Regions from separate parts of the Capra hircus genome. Here region 1 is linked to region 2. A link is a contact called in public Hi-C data. All regions are on one chromosome and are shown on one strand. The core of a region is the stretch at or near the end of the contact, and the rest is flanking DNA. Distances in the headings are between cores, read along the strand shown. Region 1 overlaps LOC108633883 (a long non-coding RNA gene). Region 2 overlaps HMOX2 (heme oxygenase 2).

The links. Hi-C and Micro-C count contacts between places; a contact is called where the count stands out from the background.
Region 1: a contact with region 2 is called in a Hi-C map of blood, with 2.4 times the contacts expected there. The contact joins two enhancer-like sites. A contact is called at or near these places in 2 of 5 Hi-C or Micro-C datasets (blood and liver).

What each region holds. Positions count from the first base shown.
Region 1 is chr25:3,605,208-3,609,660 of ARS1.2, reverse strand. LOC108633883 (a long non-coding RNA gene) reads right to left here. Exons shown (of 4, transcript XR_001917244.1): 4 at 2,485-2,806. Among named protein-coding and RNA genes, the nearest start is that of C25H16orf96, 9.9 kb to the left of the region's middle. Within about 2 kb of position 1,525, at least 1 of the 5 cell types and tissues checked has an H3K27ac peak or open chromatin away from gene starts, as enhancers often do.
Region 2 is chr25:3,558,591-3,562,971 of ARS1.2, reverse strand. All of the region lies in intron 1 of HMOX2 (heme oxygenase 2), which reads right to left. Among named protein-coding and RNA genes, the nearest start is that of HMOX2, 19 kb to the right of the region's middle. Within about 2 kb of position 1,266, at least 4 of the 5 cell types and tissues checked have an H3K27ac peak or open chromatin away from gene starts, as enhancers often do.

The DNA of each region.
Region 1 (4,453 bases), core at 276-2,775, 46 kb before region 2:
GTGAAACCTGGTGGTGAGGGGCAGCTAGGTGTCCAGGGGAGGCCACAGCCGATCTGAGCCTGCATTTGCTGGGTCTCACGATGCCCCTGATGCAGGAGAGCATGTCCAGTGGGGACCAGGGGCTGCAGGGTCCACGTATCTTCTTGGGGGAGGTAAACCATGAGTGTGCATTTGCACATTGGGTCTTGGACAAGGCACAGTCCAGCTCTCTTAACAGGACCTCAGACAGAGGTTTCCTGGGACGTCAGGGAGGAGCCCAGAGGCCTTCCAGATGCAATCCCCTCCTTGCACCCCGCCAGCCATCCAGCTCACACACTTCATCAAGCCCTACTGATTTTCCTTCCTAAATATCTCCCAGTTCCATCCACTTCCCTCCTTGTCTGTGGCCAGCCCTGCGGTCCTGCGCTTCGGACAAAGACCAAAGGACTTGACATGGTCCCCTTGACCTCCAGGATCTCATGCCTGGTGATCTGAGGTGGAGCTGAAGTAATAATGACATAAATAAAGTGTAAAATAAATGTAATGTGCTTGAATCAGCCCGAAACCATCCCTGACCTACTAACCCGTCCATGGAAAAACTGTCTTCCATGAAACTGGTCCCTGGTGCTAAAAAGGTTGGGGACCACTGGTCCACAGGGTTCAAGGCTGGATTCAAGGTTCTTTCCTTTTTTGCCACACCACGTGGCATGAAGGATCTTAGTTTCCCCACCAAGGACTGAACCTGTGCCCCCTGCAGTAGAAGCGTGGTTAGTCCTAATCACTAAACCACCAGGGAATTCTCCCCCACCCTTACCTCTTTGGCCTCCACACGTAGCAGCTCTCTCTGTTCTCTGATTACAGCACATTAATTTTTTCCTTTTTTTTTCAATTGTGATAAAATACACATAACATTAAACTTAGCATTTTAAGTACACAGTTCCCTGGTGACTCAGCTGGTAAAGAATCTCCCTGCAATGTGGGAGACTTGGGTTCAATCCCTGGGTTGGGAAGATCCCCTGGAGAAGGGAACGGCTACGCACTCCAGTATTCTTGCCTGGAGAATTCCATGGACTACATCGTTCATGGGGGTTGCAGAGAGTCCGACATGACTGAATGACTTTCACTTTCAGTGGCATTAAGTAACTTCACACTGTCGTGTGACCATCATTACCATCATCCGTTTCTAGAACTTTTCTCGTCCTCCCAAATGTAACTCTGTCCCCAGTAAACAATCAAGTGACTCCTCATCCTTTCTTCTCCAGGCCCTGGCAACTATCCTTTTACTTTCTGTATCTGTCAGTCTGAGGATCGAGGTACTTCATACAGTATTTCTTCTTTTGTCGCTGGCTTATTTCACTAAGCATAATGAAGTCCTCAAGGTTTATCCAGACGGTAGCATGTGTCAGAATTTCCTTCCTTATTTTTTAAAAATTAACGAATCAGTTAATTTCTGGCTGTGCTGGGTCTGCAGTGCTTCACAAGCTCTGCTCTAGCTGCAGCGAGCAGGGGCTGCTCTCTGTCGCCGTGGGACGCGGGCGTCTCATTGGGGTGGCTTCTCTTGCTGTGGAGCGCACGCTCCAGGTCCCGCAGCCTTCAGCAGCTGATGCATGTGGGCCCAGAAGGTGTGTCTCAAGGGCTCTAGAGCACGGGCTCAGTAGTTGTGGTGCACAGGCTGAGCTGCTCTGTGGCATTTGGGGTCTTCTTGGATCAGGGATCGAACCTGTATCTCCTGCATTGGCAGTGGATTCTTTACCGCGGAGCCACCAGGCAACACCCTCCTTCCTTCTTAAGGCTGAATAATATTCCACTGTATACGTAAGCCACACATTGCTTATCCACCCATCCCCTGATGGACAACAGACACTTGGGCTGTTTCCATATTTTGGTTATAGTGAATAATGCTGCTGTGACCATAGGCGTATTTGCAATGCCTGTTTAAGTTTCTGCTTTCAATTCTCTTGGGTACATACCCAAAAATGGAGGTGCTGAATCATACAGTAATTGCACGCTTAGTTTTTTGAGGGACTGCCATACTGTGGTACACCGACATCCCCAGCAGCAATACACAAAGGTTCCGATTGCTCTACATCCACACCACAACGTGCTATTTGCTGCTTTTCTGATTATAACCATTCTAATGCTGCTGCTGCTGCTGAGTCGCTTCAGTCATCCCCGACTCTTTGCGACCCCATGGACTGCAGCCTGCCAGGCTCCTCTGTCCATGGGATTCTCCAGGCAGGAATACTGGAGTGGGTTGCCATGCTCTCCCTCCAGGGCATCTTCCCAACCTAGGGATCGAAAGTGCATCTCCTGTGTCTCCTGCATTGGCAAGCGGGTTCTTTACCACTAGAGCCACCTGGGAAGCCCAGCCATTCTAATACGTGAGAGGTAATACCTCATTGTGGTTTTGACTTTATTTCCCTAATGAGCAAACTCAGGGAGATAGTGAAGAACAGGGAAGCCTGGCATGCTGCTGTTCACGGGGTCACAGAGAGTCAGACAGGACTTGGCAACTGAACGACAACAATTAGGGATGCTGAGCATCTGTTCACGTGCATGTTGTTAGCCATCTGTATGCCTTCTTTTACAATATATTTTATTTATTTATTTGGCTGCGGCGGGTCTTAGTTGGGGCACTTAGGCTGTTTGTTGTGTCATGCGGGATCTTTCAAGCGGCACAGACTTTCTAGTTCTGGTGCAAGGGCTCAGTAGCTGTGGCGCATGGCTTAGCTGCTCTGCAGCCTGTGGGATCTTGCTGGGCCAGGGATCAAACCTTTGTCCCCTGCATTGGCAGGCGGACTCCAAACACTGGAAAAGGAACTGGTATCTGAAAAGAAACAGACACTTGAACACCTTATTGCCAAATTCAGACTGAAATTGAAAAAAGTGGAGAAAACCACTAGACCATTCAGGTATGACCTAAATCAAAACACTTATGATTATATAGTGGAAGTGAGAAATAGATTTAAGGGACAAGATCTGATAGATAAGAGTACCTGATGAACTATGGTCTGAGGTTCATGACATTGTACAGGAGACAGGGATCAAGACCATCCCCATGGAAAAGAAATGCAAAAAAGCAAAATGGCTGTCTGGAGAGGCCTTAACAAATAGCTGTGAAAAGAAGAGAAGCGAAAAGCAAAGGAGAAAAGGAAAGATATAAGCATCTGAATGCAGAGTTCCAAAGAATAGCAAGGAGAGATAAGAAAGTCTTCCTCAGTGATCAATGCAAACAAATAGAGGAAAACAACAGAATGGGAAAGACGAGAGATCTCTTCAAGAAAATTAGAGATACCAAGGGGACATTTTGTGCAAAGATGGGCTCGATAAAGGACAGAAATGGTATGGACCTAACAGAAGTAGAAGATATTAAGAAGAGGTGGCAAGAATACACGGAAGAACTGTACAAAAAAGATCTTCACGACCAAGATAATCACGATGGTATGATCACTCATCTAGAGCCAGATATCCTGGAATGTGAAGTCAAGTGGGCCTTAGAAAGCATCACTACGAACAAAGCTAGTGGAGGTGATGGAATTCCAGTTGAGCTCTTTCAAATCCTGAAAGATGATGCTGTGAAAGTGCTGCACTCAATATGCCAGCAAATTTGGAAAACTCAGCAGTGGCCACAGGACTGGAAAAGGTCAGTTTTCATTCCAATCCCAAAGAAAGGCAATGCTAAAGAATGCTCAAACTACCACACAACTGCACTCATCTCACATGCTAGCAAAGTAATGCTCAAAATTCTCCAAGCCAGGCTTCAGCAATACGTGAACTGTGAACTTCTGGATGTGCAAGCTGGTTTTAGAAAAGGCAGAGGAACCAGAGATCAAATTGCCAACATCCGCTGGATCATGGAAAAAGCAAGAGTTCCAGAAAAACATCTATTTCTGCTTTATTGACTATGCCAAAGCCTTTGACTGTGTGGATCACAATAAACTGTGAAAAATTCTTAAAGAGATGGGAATACTAGACCACCTGACCTGCCTCTTGAGAAACCTATATACAGGTCAGGAAGCAACAGAACTGGACATGGAACAACAGACTGGTTCCAAATAGGAAAAGGAGTACGTCGAGGCTGTATGTTGTCACCCTGTTTATTTAACTTCTATGCAGAGTACATCATGAGAAACGCTGGGCTGGAAGAAGCACAAGCTGGAATCAAGACTGCCGGGAGAAATATCAATAACCTCAGATATGCAGATGACACCACCCTATGGCAGAAAGTGAAGAGGAACTCAAAAGCCTCTTGATGAAAGTGAAAGAGGAGAGTGAAAAAGTTGGCTTAAAGCTCAACATTCAGAAAACAAAGATCATGGCATCTGGTCCCATCACTTCATGGGAAATAGATGGGGAAACAGTGGACACAGTGTCAGAGTTCATATTTTTGGGCTCCAAAATCACTGCAGATGGTGACTGCAGCCATGAAATTAAAAGACACTTACTCCTTGGACGGAAAGTTATGACCAACCTA
Region 2 (4,381 bases), core at 17-2,516:
AGAATTCACTTCATTCTCTGAAAAGCTACATGGTCAAACTTGGTCAGACTGACTTCTACACTCCAATCCTTTCTCTTTGCAGGAACCACTATAATCCTAGAAAATCAAAGGCCAAATCATGAACACGGAACCTTTCTAGACTGCAATCTCTTGTAATCCGTAAGAAGCTGCCCCACCCTGCACCCGACAAAAACAAAAAGATCCCAGAATAGTCCACTGTGGGAAATATACTTCAAGAAGTATTAACAATAAGTAATCTGTACCAAAATGATAAATAGCTATACTATAACATTTGAAAAAAGTCACTCAGCCTAACAATACAGGGCAGGGCTACTTAAACAGCAGCAAACAATGGAATCCTGGCACCGAGGCAACAAGTTGATGGGCAGTACCCAGGCATGAAAATGTCTGCATCAACTTCTTTGTTTAAAATAAGGGGCTGAGACTTCGCTTTCCAATGCAAGAGGTGTGGGCTCAATCCCTAATCGGGAAGCTAAGATCCCACATACTTCCCAGGCAAAAACCAAAACATACAACAGAAGTAATTGTTAACAAATTCAATAAAGACTAAAAATGGTCCACATCAAAACAAAAAAAATCTAAACAAAAAAAAGACCCCAAACACTGACTAGGACTATGGATAACTGCATATACCAGTGATGGTGGGAAGGGACTTTGGAAAACTATAAATATTTGTTGTTTGTTGGACATTTTAGCCGATTGGCTCCTTCTATGCAAAGTGGCTCAATTCTTTTCAAAGGGGGAGAGGCAGGGGACAAGGGGGAGGGGGACACAGAGACAAACAGGAACAGGACTGGGCGAGCCGTAAGTCTCTGTGCTGCCCCAGCCAGTCACCAGCAGTCCCCCGGCCCTTCACTGTGCTCCTACTAATTCCAGAAACGTCTATCTATAGAGGTCAGGCCCTCTTCTTCTACTTCCCGACAACACCGTGACCCTCTGTTTATAAAATCTGCTTTCACGGCCTCGTAACTCCTGTACTCCTAGCCGTTCACTGATCATGACTGGTTTTCACTCCCACACCTGCTCTGAGAGAAACGGCAACACTGTCCTGATTACCAGTGCTCTCTGGTGCGCCTGGCCCAGCAGATCCAGAACACTCATTTCAAAGCCTCTGCTGTGGTGAATGACAGACTCAAGGCTCTAGGGCGTTTTAAAGAACAGACAAGTTCAAAGATGTTAAGTCCTCCTCTACAAACTCACGTCAGCAAACCTCAGGTCAGTCAGCCTGACTGCCAGACAGAAATGTGATCCCCAATCCCTCCCTCAAAGGCACAATGGGGACTTCAGCTGTCACAATTCTTTTCTTCATGCCCATTCTTTTTCTTTGTCCTGGGAAACCACAACTGGGGAAAGGGGCAGGCTGCGGAATTGGCCAGCACGAGAGAGGGAGGAGGGGGAAGTGAGGCGGCTGGAAACAGCATAGCTCTCCCGCCTACTGGAATCCATGGACACCAACTGCCACAGCGCGCAGGATGGAGGCCCATGACCTGAGGGGGTGCTGGTCTCCTGTGCACAGAGAAGACGGTGCCAGAGGGAAGGTGAGGGGCTGCTCCCTCCCTGCACAAAGGCCTCCACTGGACACGGCAGGCCCTGCCTGCCTCGAGAGGGCTGTGTGAAGCTCAGGGTCCACTCCAGTCTAGAACTAGCATCACAGCCACAAGGGCCATTGTCCTCTTTTCCCTGTTAAGCTGGAAGCATATCCTACAAGACAGAGCAAGACTCCCTCAGACTGAGCTGCTCAGAATCCAACACCATGTTCCAAATCACGTACAGCCCAGTGCCCTGGGGGCCTCCAGATGAGCTGTAATGGATGCTGTTGCATAAATGAAATGCCTACTGATCAGGCTAGCTAAACGAAGAGGGTGGTGAGATAGTGACAATAAGTTATGGATTAAGTTCTAAAATACCAAACAATAAAAATTTTAATTGGGTACTACACCTCTGAGTTAAATGGTATGAAATCTAGTTTTACTTTTCTTCAGCTATGACTCCATCCCTTCCTCCTCTCCTTCTCCCCACCTCCACCCCTCTCTCTGGTGGTCCGTTTTTTTCTAACTACAGACTTGTTTGTAATTCCCGCGCCTCTGAGCTGGCCAAGGCCATTCTCACTCACAGGCCCCAACGGGGCTGGCACCCTCATTGAGTGGCCAGTGCTGTGTTTTTTCCTGTGGCTCCCCCAGAGTTCACTGCTCCCCTCCCAGGGTCTGCCCCGGAATCCCTGCCCCCGGCTGCTCTCCCCGTATCAGGGCTGGGCACTGGCTCCTGACCTCTCCACCAGGCCCAGTCCACATCCACACCCCTCTGCCCAGCAAGGCTGCTGCTCCTCGCCTGCAGGCCTGTGAGGGCAGGCCCTTCAGGGGCTCTGGCTGCTTTTCGTAGCCAGCACCGCAGGTAAGGAGGCCTTTGGCTCCTTCTGTCTTAGGCCTGCCTCTAGTCACTGGTGCAGCTTTCTTCCCACAGCCCATGGATGTGGGGGGTGTGTGTGCGCGTGCGTGTTTTCCACTCTTCTGGCTGAACTAATAGCTTCCATCGCATCCACCTGTTTATGATCTCACCCCACCTACTTACACTGTGATATTCAGGAGGGTCACGGGTAAAAATGATGCCTCACCGCTCACAAAGATCACGTACAACACACATGTCTTCAGCACATAAATATGAGCATGTGCCCCACAAATGTCTTCAGATGATAAACACAGAACAGGAGTCCAGGGTGCTCCCTTTCCTGGCTATAGGAGCTGTTCCTGCTCTATATCCCCTGAAGGCTTTTCACCCCTCTGTTCCTGTTGAACAATCCCATAAACCAGGCCAAGTCAGTTCTTAATGGTGCCACATACTCTTATCAGGCAGGCCTCAGCAGCTATGAAGAAACGGGTTGTTTACCCATCACACACATTCCTTTCTGAGTATTTATGAAAGAAGAATAAATTCTAACATGCTACTTATAAGCCTAACATGATCTGGGGGACAAGCAACGCCAGGGCTCCTGTGGAGGCAGCAGGAGGGAGGAAGCCGGGGGCGGGACCGTGCAGCTCTCAGCCTCCTAACCTCGGGCTCTCTCCACGTTTCACCTGTGAAATGGGATGAACACCTACCCAGCACTCAGTACAAGACTAATGCTACTGCTGCTGCTAAGTCGCTTCAGTCGTGTCCGACTCTGTGCGACCCCAGAGACAGCAGCCCACCAGGCTCCCCCGTCCCTGGGATTCTCCAGGCAAGAACACTGGAGTGGGGTGCCATTTCCTTCTCCAAGACTACTATGAAGATCAAATAGATGATGACCATGAAGCCACTTTACAACAGGTGTCAATGTGCCAGAAGAAACTGCGAATGAGCTGCTTATTAACTTGTCTACCCTGGGAGACGAGACACTTTGGTGAGCTTTTTTCAGACCTTGCTACGACACCAGGCAACTCAACAAGTGGAAGAAGCCCTATTTCTGGATGCACCGTGGAGACAGACTTGCTCTCCTAAGCACTGTTTAAAATCCAGTACTGAGAGGGTAAGCCTCACACTGAGGGCCAGTTTTGCATCCCATCTGGCAAATGGATGTGAAGAGGGGTGCAGCCTGCTTCCTGCAGTAAACGGCCACTTGACCGTCCCTGCGCTGCTCCCAGACCTCAGGGAGGGCTGGAAGTTGGGGGATAGGAGGGAGCTCAGTGAACCTGTCAGTTTACAGAGGTCACTTCCAGACTCCCACTGTTGCTGATTACTGCTAGACCCAGCTCGCCTTCAGGAAGGGAAAGGAAGATGGGCCCTGTCCAAAGGATGAGGTCTTTAGAGTTAGAAAGGTTTGGGCTAGAGTTTCAATGTTTAGTAGTTCCATGGCTAGCGGTAAGGCGTACCATTCTGAAAGCTGAGTTTCCACATCCATAAAACTGGGTAACAAAACTCTCTTTGCTCCACATTCTCAAGTGTGCTGTGAAGACTAAAGGAGCTAACATGTGTACAAGTGCTTCATGAAACTAACGAGGCTGAAAAGTGCTGATGATCTCTTGAGAAGTTGTTGGAGAAAGCGAACAGGTGAGTGATTCTGAAACACTGAGGAAGAATGTGAAACCTGATGCGTCCACAGGTAATTCTGGGCAGTCAGTTACACGTGAGGACTTGTGACTCAGGCCTTTTCCTCTGCCAGTGTCAGGAAAAGGGAATTCTGTTCTTTCTGAGGTGAGACCTGTGACCGCTGCAGCTGGAAAATTCTCACTGCAGATGCTGCCGGATGCTGGCTGAGCTGGGTGTTGGGAGCAGTGCACAGGGCCGACTCAGCTCTAATCCAACAAAGCAGCTGAGAAGAGGGGCCTCCCAAACCCCTGAGGAGACCACATCCTATAGGTCACTGCCTTCTGAGTCTATAGAATGA